2 separate regions of the Ctenopharyngodon idella genome follow, and region 1 is linked to region 2. The links are chromatin contacts, called in public Hi-C maps. All regions are on one chromosome and are shown on one strand. The core of a region is the stretch at or near the end of the contact, and the rest is flanking DNA. Distances in the headings are between cores, read along the strand shown.

Region 1 (5,024 bases), core at 1,070-3,569, 150 kb after region 2:
AAAATAAGAATTTTCACTGGAAAATGTCATCTGAACAAGTAAGTAAAATGTCTGCCACTTTTGTTCTGATCAACTGAGAAAAAAAAGCATTACAATAAATCACGCTGCCAATGGTGATTAAATCTAATGATCGCTTAGCTCATATCATGTCGAACTAGAGCTGCACGATTCTGGATAAAATGAGAATCACGATTTTTTGGTTTCAAATAGAGATCACGATTCTCCCATGATTCTGAATATACAACCAAACAAAATAACATGTAAATTACTAGAGGTTCTGACAAAATATAAATTACTGACTCTAATTGCTGGAAAATGTTTGAATGAATTATTTAAAAAATGGTTTTGAATGAATTCAATGAGTCATTAATAAATACTTGTTTCATTGCTGGATGAATCAGTGTTTTTGAACGAATCTTTTGAATGAACGATTCAATGACAAATACATTTTTTAACAGTCAGTTGTCGCCACCTAGTGGAATTAGATGTAATTGATACAACCGTTATTTGACGTGCCAAGTTCGTTTCAAAAGGTAGTTTGCTCTATTTTGATCGCTATCGTAGACATCGGTGTTTAAATACTAACTTAAACCATGGAGATTTAAATACTAAATCTCAGTACTTCTGTGATAATGTGAATATTTGTAACACAGAAATAGAAATAACTGTGTGATTCAAAACGGCTCTCTCTGGCTCTGACAGCACGAACACAGATTTGAACTTTCCAGTATGATTTTGTCAAAGGTTTAATAGACGAGGGAAAATTGCTGTCATTAATAAATTAGGATCGCGTGGGTGCTTGAATCGAGATTGCGATCTTTTTACGATTAATCGTGCAGCTCTATGTCAAACCATGCAAATTATTATTATTGTTATACTTTGTTCTCAAATTGTTAATGTTAACAACATCAGCAATTGTGTGACTATGTGTATAGATTTCAATCTCTGTAGCCACTCCGCAGTCCGAAGTCTTTTGCTTTTTAATACGGGTGAATCCACCATCAAAATGATAGGCTAAGTTTAATTATTGCAGCTGCTGTGAGAAAAGGCTATAAATGATCTGCCGCCTGCAGCATCCTCCACATGCCATATAGCCTGCTAGCTGGGACTCGTTCTTTATGTAAACAGATGTGATGTAATGACGCAAAGACGAACGGCTGCATGCTCGAATTTCTCGCGGAAACCTACCAGTACCACCTGAATTAGAAAACATTATTACAAGCTTACCGTTGTGAATCAGACTAAGGTATGGAGATTGTTTTTAACGCTGGCTGGTTATGTGCTTGCTCAAAAATTGATTTTGGATCATTTTTAACCAAAAAAAAAAGTTATGGACTGCAGCTTTAATAATTGTAATGATTTTCGTTGTCAATGGATGGATGAATGAATGAATGGGGGGATTGCTACCTTGAAAATGGAAGCAATTTACAATAATAATAGGCTGTCAACACACATGTATGCTGATACAAAATACCACAGTTTCTGTAGATAGCTTTCAACAAATCATCTAGATATTTGTTCATATAATATTTTGTTAAATGGAATATTTAACAATATTTTGTTAAATTTACCCAAAAGTAAAAACACAAAAGAAGATATTTTGAAAAGAAGAAAGGAAGTAACTCTGGTTTGTGACAACATGAGGTGAGTTCAGTAAATGATGACAGAATTTTAATTTCTGAGTGAACTATCTCTTTAAATAAGCTAATTAGTAATTAATTACCTTAAATAACTGAATATGCTACAAGTCCAGCATACTAAACTGTATAGACATGACAAACAGTTTCATTCTTCACACTGAAAATGGAAGTTTAAATGCATTGTGTTGTGGGATACAGTCACGCAGTGTAATCTGTTTTCTGCACATTTTAGCAAACGAAGCATGTCATGTAGGTCTTCCATACATGAAGAAAATCTGAATAATTAAGACAGTATACATATGACTGACATTTTAAGATTAATGTTATTCCAGACAGAAGCATAATATTAAAGATATGTCACTTTCTCCATCTGCTGGTCAGATTTCATAAATGCAACTTTGAACTTTGCCATTGTCATATTATATGGGATCAAGTTGTCAGTTGGGGAAACTGCTATAGTAGACACTAAACTATAAAACAAAACACTTAATGAAACATGTATAAAAGGTAGCCTAATACAAAAACATACAAAAAATTAAAATATGTATTTTTTTTCCGAACAAAAATGATAATTTCTGCATCTTTTTGCACCAGTTGCCCATGTGGATAATCCAGCCCATGAAATACATATTTCTTCAAATAATTTTTATAACATTTTAGCTGGAGGGTTGAAGTTTTGCCTCATAAGAACACAATCTCATTGAATATAAGCACACTTTTTTAAAAAACATCCACTACAATACATTGGGGTGCACTACAATTTTTTTATTTGCTGTGTGGCTTTATTTATTCACTAATTTGCATCTAAGTGTATGCTATTCTTTTACAGTTCTTTCACTCAAATGACTTGCATATAGGGCAGAGCACACTCAAACCTCCCCCGTCAGTCTTCACATTCTCTGACTAGTATCCTATAGTATGGTATGCTTCTGCACATTCAGACACTATGACGGACCTAAGAGCATCTGAAAAGCTTCTGTTTGGGCTGTTACTGTTACAGACATGGCTCGGCTTTATTCATACACTCATTGACCTGGAGCCTGTTCTGCACGAGACATCTCTACTCAAACCCAAAGTAGTCATTGCCATTTTGGCCCGTAACGCTGAACACAGCCTTCCTTATTTTCTGGGATGTATTGAGAGACTGGATTATCCCAAGGACCGGATCTCTATATGGTAACTAATTTTTGTTTCATGTTAGTTACATATATCCTTTCAAATGCATGTTGAACTTTATTTCTATGTAAAATTTTAATAAAGTTTAATAGGAAGACATAATGGATTAGGACGTATAGGAATGTATGCATCATGGTAACACTTGCAATAATAGCATCCCTCATTATTATATTTAAAAAGAATAACAGATCATCACATAGCAATTAAAAAAAAAACTTCATGTATACTCACATTTGAATCTGCATACTGATCTATTTAGCGTTACATTACGAGTTACAGGTTTAATGTCTTATTGCTGAAGGTTACCATAATGTGTTAGTGCTATTATCACACAGTCTAAGATATATAATACATGTGTCAGTGGTTTTGTATTTGACCACATACTGAACTGAGCACAAGGCTTTTAATTACACCTTAGTCTGAAATATCCTGGAAAGCTTGAAAAGTAAATATGACAAGAATCACAGTGAAGTGAAAGAATGCAGATGGGTAAAAGGAGAAAAGAAGGAGAAAGTGCAGGCAGTTTGCACTTCAATAAATAGGAAAAATGTGACCAATAATAATGTCTTCTTATATGATTTATTTTTATATTATTATTAATAATAATGTATTTATTTATTTAAATAATTAATATTATTATTTTAAAACAAATAAAAATAAATAAAAGTACCTATTATTATTAGTAAGGCTGGGTAAAAAATATTGATTTCTCGATTTTAATCGATTCTCATTTTTACGAACCGATATCGATTCTTAAATCCCAAGAATCGATTAGTCTAGTCTGTTTTCAGTTGATGAATGAACAGAGCATGTAGCGCGTCTCCCATCCAATAAATAGCAATAATCTTTGTGCTTTGTTACTTTTAATATGAAGCAAAGTCTCAGATTTCAAATGACGTCCATCTTATTATGAGATTAAAAAAATAAATACCGTTTTGGCGCTGATTAGTATGACGTGACAGACCGCTTTCAACCTCGGAAAGATGTCAATAAAACAGCTTGTAAACAATGTCACGTAACGTCACATTTACCTCAGAAAAACATATTCAGTGACCATAAACTCGTTAGTCAGCTAGAAAAATTAACTCTAGAGAGCAGAATTCTGATAAATATAGCTATGCACCGTTACATATTCATTATAATGTTCTTCAATCAATATTTAATGCATGTTTGAATAAATCAGTTATGACAGCCACGATTTAAATGTTTATATTAAAAAAAAAATTAGTTAGCATTAGCATTAGTTGAGAGATTTTTTCCTCTAGAAAATTTGCCACGTACTGCAACTGATACAGTACATCCAAAATAATCAATATCAAATCAATTCAAATCGAAATCGAATCGAATCACAATCATGTGAATTGAAATCGAATCGAATCGTGAAAATTGTGTCAATACCCAGCCCTAATTATTAGTAGTAATATTATTTTATTAATTAATTTATTAGTTAATTGATTTTTAAAAAAAAAACTTTTTCTTTTTACTTCTGTGCACCCCCTTATAGCCCCTGTAGGTCCCTGTTCAAAAGAAAGGCATTTATTTGAAATGGAAATCTTCTGTAACATAATAAATGTTTTTAATGTGTTTTTTGATCAATTTAATGATCTTTGCTGAATGAAAATATTCATTTATGTTTTTTTTTTAAAAAATCTTACTGACTCCAACCTTTTGAAAATTAGTTTTGTATGACAAGATGATGATGTTAAAAAAATGCTAAATGCTAATTCTGGTCCTAACATGGACTTTCTGTTTATCAGGGCTGCTACCGATCACAATATTGACAACACCACTGCAATGCTGCATGAATGGCTCTCTGGAGTGGAGAGTTTGTATCATTTGGTACAACTGCAGACGATGGAGGAGGAGAAGAGGTGACAACACATGCACATTACATTCTATTAGAACTTACTTACCATAAGTAACATAAAAATTTTAATGTTGTACAAAATTAATATATTTATAAAGAAGGAAACATCTCATGTGTCTGTGTATACTGAAGCATTCAGTTCTCATTCAATAGTTATTATAATTATTTACAGTTATTATATAGATGAGCTGGGTCCTAAGCACTGGACGGAGTCTCGGTTTACCCATGTGATGAAATTGAGGCAGGCTGCGCTCACATCAGCCAGGGCACAGTGGGCAGACTACATTCTGGTGAGATGACATCTCCTATTGTACTGATCTTAGGTCAGCTGCTGGTGTACC
Region 2 (4,806 bases), core at 1,366-3,865:
TCTGTACATTTTGCCTTAGGGACACATGATAGCTATTAATGTACTGAAACCAAAACCTTCAATTATAAATTTATTTATATGATCTTTTACAATTTTATAGCAACACAACAGCATCTCATCTATCTCTTGTAATTTTTTTTAGTAATTTTTTGACAAACTAAACTAAATTAAAATGAAAAAGCATTATGCAATTTATCTACAGTAATTAAAATGATTATCAAATCATATAAAAATCAGATAAATATTTTGATCATTATGTCATTACAAATCATTTTGCATCACATCTTATTAAAAGAATAATCTAATATGATACATGATGGATTTCATCAAAAATATATTAATTTGTGTTCAGAAGAAGAATGAATGTCTTACGGGTGTGGAACGACATGAGGGTGAGTAATAAATGACAATTTTAAGTTTAATAATCAACATTATTATGTTGACAGAACTCAAATAATGAGTATACAATAAATAACAAAATAATGTTTGCAACATAAAACATTAAATGAAATCAATAAATTAGAATTTATTGTAGTAAAGTAACCAGCTAGTAAGAGCTGTGTGAGTAAATCTCACTCCCCTGGCTTCAAGTAGTGCATAAGCAACTGACGCTAGAGGCTGTAGTCATAGCATTCTTGTTAGCGTGCCCATCTCCCCTGCATGCCGGAGACGCCGGTTCGAATCTCGCTCAGAGCGGGTCAAGTACGACCGGTTACATTTGGTGCCCTGACCCAGATCGGAGTGAGGTTGGGGGGGCTAGCTTGTAAGAGCTGTGCGAGTAAACCTTACTCCCCTAGCCTCAAGAAGCGCGCTGGCAACTGATCCTAGACTGTAATTTTTAGTGTCCTTGTCAGCGCGCCGTCTCCCATGCCGGAGACACCGGTTCGAATCCCGCTCGAAGCAGGTCGAGTAGGAATGGTTACATTTGGTGCCGTGACCCGGATGGCAGTGAGGTTTGGGGGGATGAGTGTAACGGAGTCTCCCATGCCGGAGACCCCGGTTTGAATCCCGCTCAGAGCGGGTCGAGTAGGAGTGGTTACAACAGGTCCCCTGAATTGCTTTTTATAGTAAACAATGCATGGAACAATGGTCAATTATACAGTTTAGCAGTCATTATACAGAAATATTTGATTTTAAAATGCTGTGATTGACCAATCAGTCATAATTACAAATAACATTCTACTTTTATATCTGACACTCTGTACATGTTTAGAAGCATGACATGTCAAGCAGCACTTGTGATATCTTGTTGCTTTTTTTCATTTCATCCAAGTCCTGTGGGGAAGAGCTCCTCCAGTGTTTCTCAAATATCTACAGTGCTGATAAGCTCTCCTGTAACGCTGTGGGTGACCTTGCCTGTTATTAGAAACCCTGTTCCATTTGGACTCTGGCCTCTAAGCATGTCCTCATCTCAGGTTTTACCTTAGCACTGTCTCACAGCCACTGACCCTTGAAGAGAAAGGGACATGCTTAGTGGATGTATGAGACTTGCAGTGGTGAAAATCCCATGCCGCGTTATTGTGGCAGAGATTGATGGAGACAATACGAATGTGTCACAGAGGTCGTATCGCAAACCCAATGAGAGTAAGAATTCAGCAGTGACATTCCCACCTCTATGGGAATTGAGAGTAACCAAAAACCTTTAACAGCACCGGAGCCGGGCGTTTTTGAAGTTGAGCTGTAACCTGAGGCCGTCACTTGAGCCGCTATTACCTTTGTTTCGTAGCAGGTGGAGCTGGGAGGAGTTCTGGAGAAATGCAGCTTATTTCTTCTGTTCTCTGACTCAAAGTATAATCGGCTGCCTCCAATTCATATGGGGGAGAACATAAGGTTGTGATTCTTCATCAGCAATATCCTCTTCCTCCATTTACGGACCTCAATGAAGGCATGTCCCATGTGCCGGCCTGGAGGGGACACTGGCGCTTCAAGCGCAGGCGTCCAGCCATGGTGCCACCAACAGCCTGGATAACCCACATCACAGGTCTATCCATCTATCTGTCTGTCTGTCTGTCTGTCTATTTACTTTAAATCATAAACTATATACTGTACACACTGCCTGTATTTTTACATGGTTAATGCTAAATGTATGCAGTTATGCTAATAGGATAGTATTTCTTTCTACACTGCTTTTAGAAAAAATAGCCTACTCTGTAAAGTGCAGAAAGTTGATTTGTGCTCTGTGATGCACAATGCAACGGGATGTTGGTATTTGTACATCCTGTGGTAGCTGATGTTGGCTGTAGCTGTAGCCTATGTGAGCTGACTCAGTTGAGCCTGATCATATTAAGAGTTTTAGAGTTAAAGCATGTCAGCTGCACGTGCGGCCGCTGATGGTAAGAGGTCAGATGGCTGTACACACACCCCAGGTTTCAGCTCAGTCATTAACTAAAAATCCCTAAAATGCTATCTATCCACATAAATTTAAAAATACAAATAATTATACAGTTATCTAAGAAATAAAAATACTTTCTTCAACAAAGTTGGATGCAAAAATGACGTTACTTCTTATTTCTGTGACTAAATCGTGTAATATGTATTAATCCAAAACATCATGCTCTAAAAGCAGGCACTCCGTCTCGAACCCTGATTGGTCGAAATTAACCCCCGCCTTAACAACGGGCATTTGTGTGGTGGCGTGGCACGTGGTTACTAGGCAATGTCTCTTTAACTTGTATCGTGAAGTTTTCAGCTATGGAAGAACGTGCAAGAAAACTCTAGCACAATATAAGTGCAAAAGATTACGGAAAACTGAAGGACACGAACATATATGAGATTAAACTGATGGAAAATATCAAGTTTTTAACTCACTTCCCGTTCAGAAGAGATTTAGAGGATTTGCCGTCTATACTCGACACAGAAGAGCTTATAGGACACAGAAGTGGGTTATAACAGGACTGTGTTGACGTCGTTAAATATAAATATAACGGATTTATTTTTAAGTAAAGTTACATTTGTTTTCAAAACTACCGGATATTCCAATATAACGTCCCTTTGGCACGAAAAGAAACTCGTGGAAATATTTAAAATCCTGAAGTTTCAGTATTAAAATGGGAGATGACAATGAGCTTCTCGGATCTTCTGAGTTTATCAAAGGTAATAAGATGAAAATAGTTATATCGTTTATATAAACAAAGGTTCAAAGGCAAATATTATTTTTTAATCTGCTAAATCCATAAGTAATGTTTTATAACATCAAAATCCTAGCATACTGTATGTTGTACTTTGTAATAATTTTCATGAATGTTATTAAAAACAATATAGCCTATAATGCTTTACAGATAAGTTGTTCATGTACATTCAGATATGTAGATATGAAAATGCTTTCAATGTGTCTTGCCATTTTGATTACTAATTATGTTACTAATGAAAGTAATTTTAAATTTGTACCTTTTGCTTCCTGTTGTAGTTTATCTTCAGATTGCTAGAATCAATTATACGTGTTTCCAGATGTGGTTTACCGTCATTTACTTTTTTTCTTTCTTTTTTAACTTATTCTGTATTCAGTTGTATTTTCTTTCCCGTCACCCCAGATCGACTGTATTTCGCTACTCTTAGAAGCAAACCCAAGAGCACAGCAAACACACATTTCTTCTGCACAGATGATGAATTTATATATGAAAAGTAAGTCTTTGTACGTTTTTTAACTGACCATGTAAAATTGCCATTTCTGATTGCTCATATTTGCTTGTTTCATTTGACAAGTGTTGACTTTATTGTCCATTTCTGTCTCAAGCTTTTATGCAGATTTTGGGCCCCTCAATCTGGCAATGCTGTACAGATATTGCTGCAAACTGAACAAAAAACTAAAGGTAAGATCATCTTCTTTGAATCGAATGGCTCAGTTTTTGCATCACAGCACTTGTTGTATTCCTAAAGACTTAATCAGAAATTCATATTTTACTTACTGATCAAATACAGGTCTTATGTTTTTTCATTTTTGTATTTGGATTTATTCATAAACATCGAGAAGAGCCTTTTTAGTTAGCACAGAAATTAGTTTGGTTGCCTAAAAGAAATTAGAATGGTTTGCCGAAGCATGATGCAGCGAGACACTTTAAAACCATTTTTCTCTTATTCCAGAAAAAAGTCCAAAATTCCATACATATGAATATATAAGTATATATATAGTGTATGAATCTTAGATAACAGAAACTTGAAGATGTTTTCCTGGAAAACCACAAAGGCTAATCCCCTGCAAATAGGTAGGTTAAGCCCAGCCTGACAAAATAAATGAAAATCACTATTAATAGTTCAGTTTTGTAAAACCTTAATATATGGTCACATCCCTTCACCACCAGCAGCAGCCGCCATGGCCTTAATGTCTATATTAAAAGTAAGTTATTTTATATGTAATAAGTTATTTATACCTTCTTGCAAGACTGTATGAGTCACAAGCAGTTCCTGCAGTGAGCAGTAGAGAGCGCTCTATTACTGTGAGTGACACAACAGAAGTTTCTGGCATGAATGAATGAACTTCAATGACTTTCTTTGTATCTGGACCTGACAGATTAAGGGTTATATGGGTCACGTTCAAGGTGTTTCTGTGCAGTATGTGCTTGTGTGAAGTGGGTACAAAAAAATGGGACATCCATGTAGCACATAAAACGTCTGGATTTTCTGACTAGTATTTTATATGTCAGGCTTTACATGGTTAAATGACAATAAAACTTCAAATGTACCGAATTGGCTTAATGTAATGAGAAATAAATTGTAGGTAAACTAAGCAATTCACTTCATCTTCCTCTGTCTGAGACATTGTTAATGCAGTACCATTCTACACAAAACAGCAAAATCAAAATTAAAATG

Evidence for each region. A called contact is a pair of places that touch in the nucleus more often than the background predicts.
Region 1: a Hi-C map of muscle shows a contact between it and region 2, with 5 times the contacts expected there. The contact joins the promoter of colgalt2a here to the promoter of cdc14aa in region 2. A contact is called at or near these places in 2 of 2 Hi-C or Micro-C datasets (both in muscle).

What each region holds. Positions count from the first base shown.
Region 1 is chr2:21,651,774-21,656,797 of HZGC01, forward strand. It overlaps colgalt2a (collagen beta(1-O)galactosyltransferase 2a), which reads left to right and starts at 2,320. Exons shown (of 12, transcript XM_051866822.1): 1 at 2,320-2,816; 2 at 4,574-4,687; 3 at 4,856-4,973. The coding sequence starts at 2,587.
Region 2 is chr2:21,505,534-21,510,339 of HZGC01, forward strand. cdc14aa (cell division cycle 14Aa) reads left to right here and starts at 2,616. Exons shown (of 15, transcript XM_051866793.1): 1 at 2,616-3,093; 2 at 3,531-3,621; 3 at 3,734-3,809. The coding sequence starts at 3,048.